Linked DNA regions of Anser cygnoides: region 1 is linked to region 2. Evidence: chromatin contacts called from public Hi-C data. All regions are on one chromosome and are shown on one strand. The core of a region is the stretch at or near the end of the contact, and the rest is flanking DNA. Distances in the headings are between cores, read along the strand shown. Region 1 has its middle 11 kb from the start of NFKBIA. Region 2 holds the start of PRORP (protein only RNase P catalytic subunit).

Region 1 (3,559 bases), core at 969-3,468, 110 kb after region 2:
CGAATGTGATTGTGAGGATTTAGTTTCTCACATGGTTAATAGGAAGGCATTTAGATGATTACAGCTGTCTAGTGTCTTTCCACTGCTAATCACTTTTACCGCCTGCTTCATTTCCAGACCAGCAAGTGAAACTCTGGCTCGCAGTTGTGCAGGGAAGCTGCTCCTGAGTTATTCATTGCTGTATCCCAGGTATGACACTTTCTAGGTGGAAAGTCAGTTCCCAGCTACATCCTAAATTCCATATGAACTTCAGAAAAATCTTGTGGTGATCCAGCTTTCCAACTTGGCTATAGCATGCCAATCCACATGGTTCAGCACCCTATCTCTGACACTATCCATCTGAAGATACCTACAGAAGAAAAAGAAGCAGCAGATAACTATGTAATAGTCCAGCTCCTGGACTGTGCATCCAGCTTTCAGAGCTTTAGGAGCTTCCTGTGCACCTATCTTTAGTAGCTACTTGTGGATTTAGCTGCAGTGAATGTATCTAATCCCTTGGTGGGCTTCTCCACATCTTTGGTCTCCACAATATCCTGTGACAATAAGATTTAATTAAACATACAATGAAAACAAAATTCCACCACGACTTCCTGGTGTTTGTTTTAAAACTATTAGGTCATAGTTTAATAGAGAAAAAGGAATACTTCTGTTATGTGAAACAGGGAATGAGACTCCTTCTACATCTTCTTAGGCCACCAGTGATGAGACTGAGCTGTCACCACCCTCTGCTGTCTACTTTCCAAACCTCAGATAGTCTACTTCTAACCTGTTGAGTTTCTTCTCATACGGGAGCTTTTCACGGGCTCCTCACAAGACCACCCCAAAATCTGACCTTATGTCTGAGAGCGTTGTTCAAATGCTTCCTGAACTCTGACAGGCATGGTTCTGTGACCACTGCCCTGGGGAGCCTGTCCCAGTGCCTGACCACCCTCTGGGTGCAGAACCTTTCCCTAACACCCAGCCTGACCCTCCCCTGCCCCAGCTCCATGCCGTTCCCTCGGGTCCTGTCACTGTCCCCAGAGAGCAGAGCTCAGCGCCTGCCCCTCCGCTCCCCTCGTGAGGGAGCTGCAGGCCGCCATGAGGCCTCCCCTCAACCTGCTCTGCTCTGGGCTGAGCAAACCAAGGGACCTCAGCTGCTCCTCCTCGCTTCCCCTCTAGACCCTTCACTATCTTTGTAGCCTCCTTTGGACATTCTCTAGTAGTTTTATATCCTTATAATAAAAACAGTTCATTTAAAGCCCACGATTGTTCATGCATAAATAGGGTTTCATAACATGACGTAGCAGAGAATACATTTCTGCTATTCTTCTCAGTCACAGTTTTATCTGTTATGGCTAATTCTGTATCAGCTGTGGTCTTTGCTACTTGGCTCTTCACTCCCTTTTCTAGATCATTCAAGGATATGGAAAACAACATGGTGAGAACTGGACATAATTTTCTTTAAAGGCCAAGTCTAGGGAGGAAACGTCTATTATACAAGGTAAGAGTATGTGAGAAGAATGATGACGATAATGATCATTCTTGTCAACCTTTGTGTCACTGATCTGTCCTTTGATAGCATTCTTGTCAGCAACAAACCAATCCAGGAGCTGTTTGGAACAGCACTGTCTTTTTATAAGCTGAATGCATTCACCTCTCCCTGCCAAGCCAAAGCAAAGTTTGAAACATGAGTCTTTTAGGAAAACTGCTGAACCCCTTGCTTCCATGCTGGAAAGTGGTGAATCCAGCACCTTTGAAGTGGAGAAGGGTCACTGCTCTCACCCTGGCAGGCTGGTGATGAGCCCTCACTCACTGCCTGGACGCAGCACTGGGCTGGTTGGAGCCGCTGCCTCTGGGGAGATGCCGTGGAGGACTTGTGTCCCTGTGAGCGCCGTGCCTGGGGCCTCTCAGCCTCCAGGTGCTTCCTTCAGAGAGAGTGTGATGAAGAGAGAACAAACCTCCTGCCCCTCTTTCTCAGACCAGGGAGCAGCTCTTCATGTCAATTTAACTACCAACCAGAGGCAGCTTCCCCCTGATGCCCTTCATGTTATCCATACAGAAATATCAGCATGCTTCCTGTCAGGAGGCCCTCAACCCCGTGAGCCCGCCAACTTCTCAAGGGCAGTTCCTCCGTTTCAGTGGGACTGGGTTCCTCCCCTGCCACCCTTTGTGGCATTTACCCCCCCGCGGCCCCAGTTCCCGTGCAGTGCCCAGCAGAAGGGTGTCCCAGGGCAGGACAGCCCCTGGGGAAGAGCCTGGCTTCTCCTCGGCCTTCCACCGGCCCTCGGCCTCCGCGGCAGCTGCCGAGGGTGGTGCTGTGTTTCCCTCTAGTGGTGCCTGAGCCCTGCAGAAAAGCGCAGCGAAACCTGCAAGCTGGCCGTGATCTGCAGGAGAGGCTGGGGGGGTGACTTTCAGAGCTCGCAAAACTGATCTTTGCTTCAGTGAGCGATCCAAGGAGGTGGCAGCGTGCCTCCAGGCGAACCACGGTGGGTTTACGGCAAAAATCTCACTCTGTGCTTCATTAGACTCTCAAGGAATGCTTTATGAAGTACACTTGATCTGTCCTTGTATACATGAAGTTATCATTCATTGTGTGGTCTGGATCGATAACAGCATTGCTTGGTGCAGCATTCTTGGCACGGCTGAAATACCTATTTCCAGGAATCTGTATTTTGCTGAGTTAGGATGCTGAAACGTCGAGGTTGTTCCTGACCACCTGACACATCTCTAGGGGAAGTCCACGTCAGGCTGTTTTAGTCTCTGTGTTATTCTAGTATTGCAAGCAACAGATAGAGACTGAGGAGAAATGGTGAAAACAAATATATTTTAAATCTCCAAGGAAGAAAGATTTAACGTATCAGGACTGAGGTAAAATACCTTGTGCAGACAAGAAACTCTTCACAAATAAAAACCAAAGATAAGCCTAATAAGTTCCTTCTCCACAGCCTATTACAGGGCCTTTGAGCTTTCTGCAGATGTCCTAGGCCAGGGGATTTTCCCCACTGGTTGAGAAACATCCCATGTCTCAAGGCAGTTGGAAGTGGGTTGGTGAATCCTCCAGCTGCTCTTAGATCTGACATAAATGCCATCCATGAGTGCACTGCAAAGCTCCTTAATGCCAAGAGCTCAGTGCTGTAACATGATGGCTTGAGTCAAAAAGGGGGTCCACCTTGCCTGCACGGTGTCCTACCCAAGGACACTTTGTCCTCTGCCCAGCTTTCTGAGCAAGTTTAAGTTACTCTGGGCAGGTGACATTACACGCCTGCTGTTTACTATCAATTGTGAACGCTAAAAAGCCTGGTGCAAGTTTTTGTAACCTGCCCAACATTAACGAAATCAAAGGAGTGAGCTGCAAGACCTCCAGACCTCAGCTTCCAGTTCTGGTTACATTAGACCTGTGCCACCTATGCCACCACATCACTGTGTTTTAGTATAAACCCCTCTCCCCATGCTCAGCCTAACTACACAGCTCCTGCTGAGATAAACCTGATTTTGTGTAGGGCAGAGGTTAAGGGAAAGCCACCTGTTGCTGATCCACATTTCACATTTGACCACCTTGGAAGCTTCATACTGGCAATCT
Region 2 (4,000 bases), core at 1,426-3,925:
TCTGTTTATTTGAGCAGTTAAAAGTTACAGCACCATTTAAACTTGGCCACAGTAAGCATATACAAGAGAAGAAAGCCTTACTTGCATTTAGGTCCAGCTTTTTCACCAACTTTCAAGAAGTTCTCATAATTGATCATTGCTTCTTCCCCTATCATTGGTGATGTCTGATGTTTGTCCAGTAGAAACCAGAGATTCTTGAAAGGAATTTATATATTTGGTTAAGTAAATATCACCCTGTATACATCAATGCGCATAAGACAAAGCATCTAAGAAATGCAGCAAAAATGCATTTTTACTGCAAGGCTATCTCAGTTAATTAGTACACATCACTTCAGCCAGGAAAGCAAGCAAGCAGTACTTCCACTGCTCTAAACTGGCATTACACACACACCACTAGGATTTCCAGGGTCACATCCTTTTGTATTTGCACTGCAGTACACTCAGCTCTCTTTGGACTTTCTCTCAGGGATACCCAAATACTTACTGCTTCTGGGCCCACTAGGAAATTGACGGAATGTGCTGGAAAACTAGAAGCCATTGATTTAATCCTCATGTACATCAAGAGGAAGTCTTACACTTAACCTTATCAGCCAAAGTCTATTCAGCACTTTGGTTTTATCTAGGACTTCACAATAAGCCAACATGCCCAAATACAAAGCACCTTACCAGCCACACAAGATTCTGCGGGGTGACAGCAGATGCTCAAATTGTGCAGAGAAAGGAAGTTTGTCAAAAGTCATTACAAGATGTACAGAAAATATTTTCTTACCTGCAGCTCTTCATTATCCAAAAGTTCTCTGCTTTTTCTTTGCAGAAAGACAGCTCTAGATTCTTCTCTTAATTTCTGAAGCAAGACTTCATCTTCAGCTGGCAGCTAAAAGCATTGTGATGTTTTAATTTTCTGTACAGTGATGTTTTAATTTTCTGTACAGTAATACCATTCAAAAATTACACAGCTAGCAAGTATTCCTAGGTAACCCTGACTCACACCCTCAGATAAAGCTGTTTACTCAACCGAAAATATCATACTACTGACCAGAATGCTGTGTGGTACCTGCTTATTCTACAGGTGTACTTTACATTTGCATACTGTCTCAAACTATTTCATTACTGAAATACTTATTTAAAGCAGGATGTTGACATGAGAGACAGGGAGACCTATCACATACCTGGTAACCCACCTTAGAAGCATTTTCCCACTGTTTTAAGATAGAAGGGCTACACAAGACATTTACTAGTGTTTTTTTAGTCAGGAGAGAGCAGCACTTTCTGTTTCATGATAGGCCTGACTCTCAAAAGCATACGTGTCTATGAGACATGTTTTGGTCAGCAAAATACGGAAGAATGCTTTGTATGAAAATTCTACCAACATTTACACAAAAAACTATACTATCACTATCAGAACTTATGTTTGCATGTGTAGTCATCAACTGAAACATAAGTACATGAGAACTTTGTTGGCAGAAACCCATGATCCTAAGGAATATGGGACGATACAAGACTAGACAGCAGTGAACTGTCAAGCTGATAAATGCCAGCGCTATCAAGGTGTCAAACTTTTGTTCTCATAGTCCCCCAAAGCTATCTGATGTATGCCACAGGTAAGTTGCCTGACCAAGCATTTCTGGCAGATGCAAGCAAGAGCCTTATCTGTAGTTTTTAAGACTAAGGACCCATCCTTTTCACAAAGTAGCAGCCTACAGTGTCTGAATACAAACAAGAAGGTACTTATTTGTAACACCTGTATGCCAAAACTTAGTTAAAAGGGAAGTATCTCTGAAAGAGAAGCAGGACTTGTTACCTTTAGGAAACCCCCAAGCCTACTGCCTGAGTACCAAGCTATTTCATGTCCTTTCATGAGATGCTTGGTAATTATTTCGAACTGCTGAAATTTGTATGCATACAGAGATAGAAGATCCACATCTTTCAGATCTCAAGATACTTCAGCTTCTGAGGCTGAAACGCCCCTTTGAATAAGCACAAGCATCTTTTATGGGACGACACAGCCTCTTGCTCACCTGGCCGCCCCACCTACCCTGTAGTAGAAGCGCGGGATGTTGGTGTATGACGGGTTGCCTCCTTTCCTCCCGCCCTTCCATTCCACGTAGTACTTGGTGAACAGCTCCATCTCTTCATCCTTCAGCTCCTGCTCGCTCCTTTTGGCTGCTTAACACAGAAAACAGTTTCCACGTTGGACTCTAGAGCTCTGGCACGCCGCAGGACTCGCGAAGAGGAACCAACACCGCCGCTTACACAGCCGCACGGAGCGGTGGGGCAGTCACTACGCGGAAAGGAACGGAGCACACACCTACTGCATCAATAACAGACTCAGTGGGGAGGCAGGCCCCGGCTGAGGGCTTCCAGAAGGAGAAGAAGAAGGAGGAGGAGGAGGAGGAGGGGAGGAGGAGGAGGAAGACGAGCCAGCCCCCCCCCCCCCCCCGCGCACTCACCGAGGCGGCGGGCAGCCAGGCGGCCCCGCAGGCTCCGCGCCCAGTCCATGGCCCCGCAGAGCGGCGCCGCGCATGCGCCCTGCACCCACCCGACGCGCCGGGCGCTCCGGGCTCTCCGGGCGCTCCGGGCGCCGCGCCCTCAACTGGCATGGCGGAAGGAGCCGCTAGAGGCGTGCAGGACTTATAACGCACGCCCCCCCCCCCCGAGATGTGATTGGCTGTGAGCCCGGCGGGCGCGCCCAGTAGCACTTCCGGGTGAGAGGGGCGGTGAGCGCCCTGTCCGCCGCGCGGCCGCCTCTGCTCCACGCCGCGGGCGGGCAGCGGGCCCGCAGCGAGCCCCCCGCGGCACCGAGGCGCCCACGGCCGCCGCGCACCGAGCGAGGTGAGAGAGCCCCGCAGGGTGAGAGCGCAGCGCGCGTAGCTGCCGCGCTCCTGAACGCTCTGGCGCGGTGAGGCGGGGCAAAGGGGGGGAGAGAGACTACATTTCCCATTAGGCAGCGCGCCGCCGCCGTGCCGCGTGGCACTCTGGGAGTTGTAGTTCAGCCCGCGTCGCTTGCGGGCCCCCGCTTTGTGGCAGCGAGGCGTGGGGGGGGCTGGGGGCGAGCAGGCGGGGCTTGGCACCGGGCGGGGGGCGGGGGGGCCGTGCCGGGACTGCCCGAGGGCCCCCGGGGCGGTTCCTGGCCTGGAGGTGTCGGGGTACAGCGAGCCGTGAAGGTGGCGGTGTGAGTGGTGCGGAGCAGGGCGTGACGGTGCGGGCTGTGCTTGTTTGTAGGGAACCTCCCGAACTGGCCTGCGTGAAGGCAGGAGGAAGAAACGCTGCGCCCTTGGCCTGGCTGCATGCAGCGGTACCTCCTCTGTACGGCAGCTGTCAGAGAAATGCTGCGCCGCGAACCTGCAAAGCGTCATCTCTAGACAGAAGGGCACTCGTTTGGATGAATGTTCTCGTAGTCTGAGTAATTGTCTTTTTTTTTTGAAGACATTTTACCTTTTTTTGTTTCCATAATAATTGTAAACGACTCACAGAACACACATTTTGAAACTGCAGCTTATGCAGCGTGACGGCCCTCAGACCTTTATGATAAACTTTCCCATGCAAGCTGGTTTCCATATTACAGCTTCTCTCAACACCGTGAGCTGATAGTGAGATAACTTCTTGTGATGGCACTCTTTTCTCAAACTAGTCAGCAGGGTTTGCAGGCTTTGCTGTGGAAATGCCGTATGTTCTGGCCTGTTTCGAGATGTCAACAACTGTTTGCTGTCTCTTTCGGCATCCCCAGTAGGGAAAAAGTTAGCTGTTTCAGTTTCGTGACATCTTCCAGCACTGCTTTACCCGTGGATCCCAAAGGAGCTGATGCCTTTCCTACCAAGAAAAGGTCTGAAGTTGTTTACGAAGAAGAAAAAGGATGGGATGAGGAAACTAAACAAATACCTGAAGAGAAACTCCGCCTCTCTTCCTCTGCAGGAGCTCCCAAGAAACGAATAAGTCACATTTCATTAAGGCATAAGTTTGCCAAGGTACAGCCTCCAGAAAAACCTTTACAGGCTGAGGA

Evidence for each region. A called contact is a pair of places that touch in the nucleus more often than the background predicts.
Region 1: a Hi-C map of liver shows a contact between it and region 2, with 2.5 times the contacts expected there. The contact joins the enhancer-like site here to the promoter of PRORP in region 2. A contact is called at or near these places in 4 of 7 Hi-C or Micro-C datasets (granulosa cells and liver).

What each region holds. Positions count from the first base shown.
Region 1 is chr5:40,411,298-40,414,856 of Taihu_goose_T2T_genome, forward strand. No RefSeq gene overlaps it. Among named protein-coding and RNA genes, the nearest start is that of NFKBIA, 11 kb to the left of the region's middle. Within about 2 kb of position 2,219, at least 1 of the 3 cell types and tissues checked has open chromatin away from gene starts, as enhancers often do. A contact at or near this core is called in liver, where this site is marked.
Region 2 is chr5:40,299,412-40,303,411 of Taihu_goose_T2T_genome, forward strand. PRORP (protein only RNase P catalytic subunit) reads left to right here and starts at 2,676. Exons shown (of 8, transcript XM_048059954.2): 1 at 2,676-2,832; 2 at 3,223-4,000. The coding sequence starts at 3,609. PPP2R3C (protein phosphatase 2 regulatory subunit B''gamma) reads right to left here and starts at 2,606. Exons shown (of 13, transcript XM_048059960.2): 1 at 2,451-2,606; 2 at 2,036-2,163; 3 at 770-874; 4 at 82-194. The coding sequence starts at 2,499.